2 separate regions of the Xenopus laevis genome follow, and region 1 is linked to region 2. A link is a contact called in public Hi-C data. All regions are on one chromosome and are shown on one strand. Each heading gives the region's core, a stretch centred on a gene start, on an enhancer-like site or on the middle of the called end of the contact. The rest is flanking DNA. Distances are from core to core; before and after follow the strand shown.

Region 1 (4,166 bases), core at 60-2,559, 100 kb before region 2:
GGGTGACCATTACTACATATTTTAATTTTAGTACAGGTATGGGATCCGTTATCCGGAAACCCGTTATCCAGAAAGCTCAGAATTATGGAAAGGCTGTCTCCCATATACTCCTTTATATTCATATAATCCAAATTTTTAAAAGTGATTTCCTTTTTCTCTGTAATAATAAAACAATACCTTGTACTTGATCCAAACTAAAATCTAATTAATTTGTATTGAAAGCAGAACCAGCTTATTGAGCTAAATTATTATGTGATTTTCTAATAGACTTATGGTATGAAGATCCAAATTACAGAAAGGTCCGTTATCCGGAAATCCCCAGGTCCCGCACATTCTGGATAACAGGTCCCATACCTGTAGTAGAAATATTTGTTTCTTTTGCAAGACATTAAGGGGCAAATTCACAAATGCGCGAAGCGCCGAACGCTAGCGTTAATTCGCTAGCGTTTGGCATTTTCGCTACTGCGCAAATTCACTAACGAACGCTGGCATAGTTTCGCTAGTGTAACTTCGCAACCTTACGCCAGGCGAATCTTCGCTAGCGGCGAAACTACGCAAATTCACTAACTTGCGCAGTGCAGCGAACGCTACCTTTTACGCTAGACTTCCTTCGCCACCTCAGACCTGGCGAAGCGCAATAGAGTAGATAGGGATTGTTTAAAAAAAAGTCAATTTTTTTTCTAAGTCCCAAAAAACGCTGGCGTGTTTTCTACATGATGGCTGATAGGCTGAAAAAGATCGAAAATTTTTTGGGGCTCCCCTTCCTCCACCCTACTTTTCCTGACTCATGGCAACTTACCTAGACAGTGGGCACATGTGTAGGGCAAAATAAAATTTTTATTTGCAGATTTGAAGGTTTTCTAGGCATTTGTAGTGCAGATACGTGTTCCTCCATTGAAATTTGAATTTCGCGCCGTATGCAAATTAGCCTTCGCTAGCGCAACTTCGCTTTATATAGCGAAACAACGCTAGCGCAACTCCGCAACCTTTCGCTACCCCTGTGCGCAACTTCGCATTTTAGTGAATTTGCGGAGCGCTGGCGAAGTTGCGCCTGGCGCAACTTCGATTCTTAGTGAATTTGCCCCTAAGCCTCTTAATATGATTTTTGTGCTTCAGTTTTAATGAAGTTTCGCACAGACAAGGGACGGGATCCCCAGCCCAGTAGTTACCAGGAAGACTCTGAGCTGCTCCTTCAGATCTGCAGTGATGTTCTAGACTCCCTAGGGGTCAGCCCAGATCTCCTGCCCAAAGACTTTGCAAGGTAACAGTCTGTTTGTTTTTGTTCTGTGAATCCGTCTCCAGTTGCTCCAGCTGTGTTTATGTGAAATGCAGCTTTACATTTGCCCTCAGGCATGTGCTATATGCATCTCCTGCTACACTAATAAACTGATAACCTGTGAACAGGCATATCACTTAGTGGAAAATCAAGCTAATAGGGATTTGTTGATGTTTTAGGTGCAGAGTTTTACCAAATTTAACCTCTGCTAATCTGGGTTAGATAACACATAGCGCAAGTGTTTTTTCATGGCCTAGAGTGCTAATGATGCTGTCTTCATTGACCTGGTTAATTATCTTTTCTACCAGGTTAGCATACCTAGACATGGCAGTCACAGGGCTTTTATTTTAAACGTATATGTTAGTACATTCACCACATGGCAGCTTATGAGTTAACTGTTTCCCAAAGTGTCTATAAACCACACAAACAGAGATCAATACTGAGCTCAATAAAAATTGATCAAGACCAATTATTATGGCAGTCAATGTTAATCTCTGTTCCTCTGGGTTCAGACCCATCGGGAAACATGAGATCAGTTGACTCTTGCCTTGCAATAAACTGAGAGCGCTCTGAATGTTGTGAGTGAAATTACCAAAACTTTATTTGCCTATGTAAAATATGTGAAATGAATCATTTCAATGAATGAAACAGAAAATGCACCTCTCTCATTTGTCTTTGCAGCTACTGCTTTTCTGAGATGGCACCAGTCTGCGCAGTAGTCGGAGGAGTTTTGGGCCAGGAAATCGTTAAGGTAAATTCCGTTATTGGAAAGTTAGCAAATAATTACTCCTTAATAATAATAATAATAATAATAATAATTGTGTCTGAAACTAGGGATGCACCAAATCCAGGATTCGGTTCGGTATTCGGCCAGGATTCAGCCTTTTTCAGCAGGATTCGGATTTGGCTGAATCCTTCTGCCCGACTAAAACGAATGGGGATTGAAATCACGTGATTTTTTTGTCACAAAACAAGGAAGTAAAAATGGTTTCCCCTTCCCACTCCTAATTAGGATTTGGTTGGTATTCAGCCGAATCTTTCACAAAGGATTCGAGGGTTCGGCCGAATCCAAAATAGGGGATTTGGTGCATCCCTATCTGAGACTAGTGTCCTGGGTCAAGTACTTGGAAATTGAGTGCATGAGGTTATTGGGTGCAATGCGGGACATGCTTCATGCCATGGCCTTTGTACTGCTACAGGGACTAAAAACATTGTAGGAGATCATGCTCTAGCATGGGGGACAGTATTAGTCTGTGGGTCAACTTGGACCCCCTAGTAAATGCACTCTCTGCTGCTTGTTTCTTATGCTCCTCTTGGCTTGGGTGCAATTTTCGTGATGCAGGTAGCAAGTGGCCCATGTGTCCAATGCATCAAAGGTCAGTTCTGAGAGCAGCAAAAGCAATTTGATTCAGCGGTCACCTGAAGATCAACACATTCACATACACTTGCACTGTGCAAGGCAATGGGTCTCTCTTTTGCTCTCCTCTGCAGCAAGCCTTTATGTACTCCTCCATTAATGACCAACATGGACGTGCTGTATGTTGTAGTTCAGTGGCAAGCAACCATATGTTGAAAATGCCTTACTGGCAACAGAAGTTACATCCATGACATGTTTGTATTCATTAAAATGCTTCTACCAGTTTCCTAAATATTCTTTGGATTGCTGCTAATACCCAAATATCAGAATTGAAGTGCTCTAGGGTTGTCGTGTCAAGTCACCAGTTGTAAAAATGCTGATGGAGAATATTGCCCATGTGCCATAGCCCATACGATTTAATGTACAATAGGATGATAAGAAGGTTAAGCTTGGCAGTCATACAGAATATAAATAACTAAAGAACTAGTTATCCACCAATGTTCTTCATAGTGCTTGTTGCCAAACAGATGTATCACCTGTTGGCATGACTTTTTAACTGCCCACTGACCTGACATTCTGTTTCAGCGAGTCACTAAGTTTAACTTGGTGCTGTCCGAACTTTGCCCATGCAGTGGCACAGGTCTCCTTTTAATACCTGAAGGTATTTTAAAACCTGGCCAATTGTCAGTTAGATATCAGTGAGGCAGGACCATCAGTGTGTCCTAGACATGTGATATGGGGGCACTTCTTGTCCAACAGGTCTTTGTAAATCCCAATGCGATCAGCCATGATTTGGCCTAGCATGTAGGTGGCCTAATCGGGCTCAGATCTGCTAGTTTATTGACATCGCCAAACAAATGGATTTGCCCAACTTTATATAACCTTTCATCTTATTTTTTATAGTAAAAGGGCAGATCCGTCCATTGCCAGTTGGTCTGATTTTTTTTTTAATGTTTTTAAAAGTCAGGATGGAATATAAATAACCGAGGCATTTAAAGGTACAATTGTACCAAAATGTAAAACTGTACCGCTCACAAAAAAGTAGAATAGATCCATCTATAACATACTCAAACTTTTTTTTTTAAAGTGAGTTCACTTTAAAAAGGATGAAATAGAAAGAAGGGAAGGCAGAGAGGAGGTTATGAATGAATGAACAAGGGATCCATGGGCTGACAAGATTGTTTTTCAAAATAAATGATGGGTTACCTCAGATAATATGTCCGATAGTCTATTGCTGGTGTCCTGCAGAAATGGGAAGGTTCAGCAATCAAAAACCTGTATCCTACCAACCACCATACAGCCCTCTCTGTAAAGCAGAATATTAATTCAGTGGGTACCCCATGACCCCTTAGTACAAGCAGTTTGGGGGAAAAAAACACTTGTGTACTTTTAGGCTTTGGATAAACAGGCTTGGGTGGTGTTAGGTAGTGATGGGCGAATTTGGGGCGAAAAAAAAAGCGTATTTCCCGTGAAACGGTGCCGGCGTCTCGTTTTTGACACCGGCATCCAGGTTTTTTGTTTGACGTCGTTGAA
Region 2 (4,251 bases), core at 1,694-4,193:
AAGTTGCGCTAGCGTTAATTCGCTAAGCGAAGCGAAGTTACACTAGCGATGGTTAATTTGCATACGGCGCCAAATTCAAATTTCAATGGAGGAATATGTAACAGCACTACAAATGCCTGGGAAACCTTCAAAACTTTAAATAAAATTGTTATTTTGCCCTACACATGTGCCCACTGTATAGTTAAGTTGCCATGAGTTAGGAAATGTAGGGGCGAAGGAGGGGAGCCCCAAAAATGTTTTCGATCTTTTTCAGCCTATCACCCATAGTATAGAAAAAACGCCAGCACCAGTTTTTTGGGACTTAGAAAAAATGTTAACTTTTTTTCAAGATATCCCTATCTACTCTATTGCGCTTCGTCTGGTCTGAGGTGGCGAAGGAAGTCTAGCTTAAAAGGTAGCGTTCAGAACAATGCTAGTAGATACTCATCGCCAAACGAGCGGATCTTTCCCCGATATGCCACTAACGACATGGCTATATTGGGGGTAATTCGAACGATCGAATTACGATGCACCAAGGGGCTCCGACTGGTCGGTCGCTTAAAAATCAAAACTTCCCGATCTATATCGTGGCCAGATATCGATCGGGAAGACCCGTCGGAAGCCCCCATACACGGGCAGATAAGCTGTCAAATCGGTCCAAACGACCGATATCGGCAGCTTTATCTGCCCGTGTATGGCCACCTTTACACCTTTAAAATCCGTCAGATACCTATTCAGCAGGTTTTAAAATGAGGACCATATTGGCACGTTGATGTAGTCCTGCAGTTTTAAGGGGGCCACATGGGACATAACTGTTCAGTGAGTTTGCAATTGAGCCTTAGCATGTAAAAGCAAACAGTTATGACCCATGTGCCCCCCTCAAGTCACTGATAGGCTACTGACTGGTAAACAAACAGTGGAAACCAAGAGAGCAGGAAGTAGTGTTCTGGCTATTATGTTAAACATCCAGTCACTCCAACCTTAATACATTACATTTTTGGCTAACTAACTATATTGAAAACATTATTTATTTTGCACAAGCTAACCATTTACCCTGTTTTTATTTTTATACTGAGCAATTCCTTTAAATGTGTAAATTCAATTGATATTCAAAGCGATGTTTAGCAAACATTTTTGTCAGTTCAGTTGTTTTCAGATTGTTTACCAGAAATAAAGACTTTTTTTCAACTGCTTTTCATGTTTTATTTTTGACTGTTATTGTAGAATTAAAGATTAATGTTCCTGCCTCTGGTGTTTCAGTCTGGCAGCTCAGTGATCATGGTGCAGGTTCTGAACTGTTTCAATATGCTACATTTAGTTGATACAATTAGATATTTATACATTTCTCAGCAGTATCTTTGAAATATGAGCAACTCTTGTATCAATTCTAACAACTGCCTTTAATTATGAAACGCATGAATTCTGCTCAACAGGGCAACAAAAAGAAATGTATCAACTAATATATCAATTTACAACAGTTTATAGTCAGTTTACAGTTTAAAGAGCTGCTTTAAAAAAACATAGGAAGGAGAAAATTTGAACTTCAATATTAGAAAATCATTCACAAATAGAAAATAATTGAAAAAACAGAGCTGTCAACTTTTAAAAGCAGAAATATGGGGGCCTATGTAGTACACACTGAAGTCATGGATTCCACTCATTGGATTTTGCTGGCAGAAAATCAGGAGAATGCTGAATAGTGAGGGGAGACCTGGGGGCAAATTTACTAAAGGGCAAAGTGACTAACGCTGGTGAGAATTCAACAGCGTGACATCATTTTGGGACTTCAATTTACTAACGGGCGCTGACTTAAATTCGCTAGGGAAGGAGATAGACTGTAGCACTACTTCGCACTCTAACGCCAGGCGAATTTTCGCTCTGGCGAATGGACGTAACTACACAAATTCACTAAGATGCGGATTTCAATGAACGTTACCTCTTGTGCCAGACTTGCCTTCGCCACCTTAGACCAGGCAAAGTGCAATACAGTAGATCGGACTTCCTCAAAAAAAATTGAAAAGACCCAAAAAAACTCTGGCGACTTTTCAGTTTTTAGGGTGACAGGCTGCAAAAGATAGTAATTTTTTTTTTTAGGGTACCCGGCTTCTCTCCTACATTTCCTTACATATGGCACATAAACTATACACTGGGCTCATGTGTAGGACATTATAACAATTTTTTTTTCCTTTATTAAGCTTCCCTGGGCTTGTGTAGTGTAATGTATTGGCTGCAACATATACGTCCATTGTACTTTAACTTCCTGCCGTATGCAAATTAGCCAACACTAGCGCAACTTCACTTTGCTTGCCGAATTAACGCTAGCAAAACTTCACCATCGTTCTGGATGCAACTTCATATTTTAGTGAATTAGCGTTGTCCTGGCGAATTTTCACCTGGCGAAGTGTGGCGATGTGAGTGAAGCCGTCGCTGGCGAATTTCCAGAGGTTAGTGAATTTGCCCCCTGGTGAGGGAGCCCAAAATCAGGTAACTCCTTGGAAAATGGCAGGTAAGTCAAACATTGTCTGGCAGTACCTTTAAATTAAATTCTAACTTTTTCTGAAAGTGAAAGGGTTAAACCTGCTCAAAAGTGATTTTTTTTTTTAAAAGCCCTGCATGGTAGGTATTTTTCCCAAAGAAAAGTAAGTCCAAACTCTCTCATTAGTCTGTGGTAATTAATTTTATTAAACGCAACACAGCTTATGCAAATGCTGTGATACATAACAGACACTTTTCGTTTGTACAATTAGGTTTGGGCACAGTGAGAAAACTGATGAGAATTTTCTGCAGAACAAGGGAGAAAATTCGGTGTTTGCAGGCAGCGAATTGAATAGTTCGCGTGTCGTCCGTTTAGGAAGCATTCTGCGTCACTGTCCTCTCTAGGCTGACTCCGCCTACGCAAGCCCGGGTCCCCGCCTCCTCCTAAATTCCGTCAGACGCACGCTGTTACGCAGATGGTTGTGAAGGATTGAAAGCAGCCGCCAGTAGGACTCCGAGGCTAAGCGAACAAATGGCAGGTCACACAAGCACTTATAACAAGGGAATTTATTAGCTGCTTAACCTCGTGCTGTACGGACTGCACCTAGCTGGTAAGCCTCGAGATTGTGGGGAGAGAGACGGTCTGTACCACTTTCATTCTGGTTTTCCTGTTTGAGCCACTGGCAACGTGAGTGCACGAGTTCTATGTGTGTGACTATAGGGACAATACCTGAATGTCACAGAGGCGGAATCGCTCTGGGGCACAATGAGGATTATATAGTGATTTTATAGTGGCAATAATAATATAGGGGCAATTTCTCTTTTTATTTTGAAATAGCGCGCCATTTTAATGGGCTTTTTATTTTCTTGCTGAGTCTGTTTTTAAAAGAACGTAATGGTTTAGTTTCCCTCCTCTCATTTGAGTCCGCAAACTGGCTTGTAACTCACAGCACCCAATCAATTGGTAGAATTTACTGGATTGAAAATAAAGCTCATTGGGTGCAGATTCTGTTACAATTGGGTAGAACTGTTACAATTTTGCAACATTAAGCTGATACATTTCTCAGGAGTATTAGCAACTATTGTATCAATTCTAACAACTGCCTGTAATGAAACCCAGAGATTCTGCTCAGCAGGGACAAAGATAAGAAATGTATCAAATGTATCAATTTATTAGTTTACAGGGTCAGCGACCCCCCCTCCTAGGTCTGCTTTAGAAAAATGAAATATAAAACGTTACACTTCAATATTAGAAAACAGTCACATATAGAAAATAGAAAGTCTTTGGAAAAAGTCTTTATTTCTGGTGATCTATCTGAAACTGAACTGAAAAACGTTTTGAAAGGTGAACAAACCTCTTTAAGACATAACAACTTTGGATACCATCAGACATACACCTACTATTACTAAACACAGTCAACTGACTTCCATGCATACATATTTGATAAGCATTGCATTATGAATGGGAGATCTGCCAACCACCTGTAAAGCTGCTCATATAACAGATAAATTAGTTAGATGCACCCCTTCCATGTAGCACACACACAAATATAATTTACTGTTGCCCTGCACTGCTAAAACTGATGTGAAACTCTATTATATATGTAAACAAGCTGCTGTGTAGTAATGGTGGCAAATTAAATAGGGTTAATAGCGGATAACAGGCTCTGTAGAATATAATGGTATTCTACAGAGCCCATGTGCTATGTTACCTGGGCCTTTTCTCTTTTGAATTGGCTGCCACCTTGGATACACAACAGCTTATTTGTATAAACCAAGGGTCCTTATCCTTTTTTT

The links. Hi-C and Micro-C count contacts between places; a contact is called where the count stands out from the background.
Region 1: a Hi-C map of the XL177 cell line shows a contact between it and region 2, with 4 times the contacts expected there. The contact joins the enhancer-like site here to the promoter of ccdc9.L in region 2. A contact is called at or near these places in 2 of 4 Hi-C or Micro-C datasets (the XL177 cell line and the XTC cell line).

Annotation. Positions count from the first base shown.
Region 1 is chr8L:68,752,789-68,756,954 of Xenopus_laevis_v10.1, reverse strand. sae1.L (SUMO1 activating enzyme subunit 1 L homeolog) reads left to right here. Exons shown (of 9, transcript NM_001091789.1): 7 at 1,117-1,261; 8 at 1,958-2,027. Among protein-coding and RNA genes, the nearest start is that of XB22065716.L, 24 kb to the right of the region's middle. Within about 2 kb of position 1,309, at least 1 of the 7 cell types and tissues checked has an H3K27ac peak or open chromatin away from gene starts, as enhancers often do.
Region 2 is chr8L:68,649,887-68,654,137 of Xenopus_laevis_v10.1, reverse strand. It overlaps ccdc9.L (coiled-coil domain containing 9 L homeolog), which reads left to right and starts at 2,943. Exons shown (of 13, transcript NM_001094719.1): 1 at 2,943-3,065.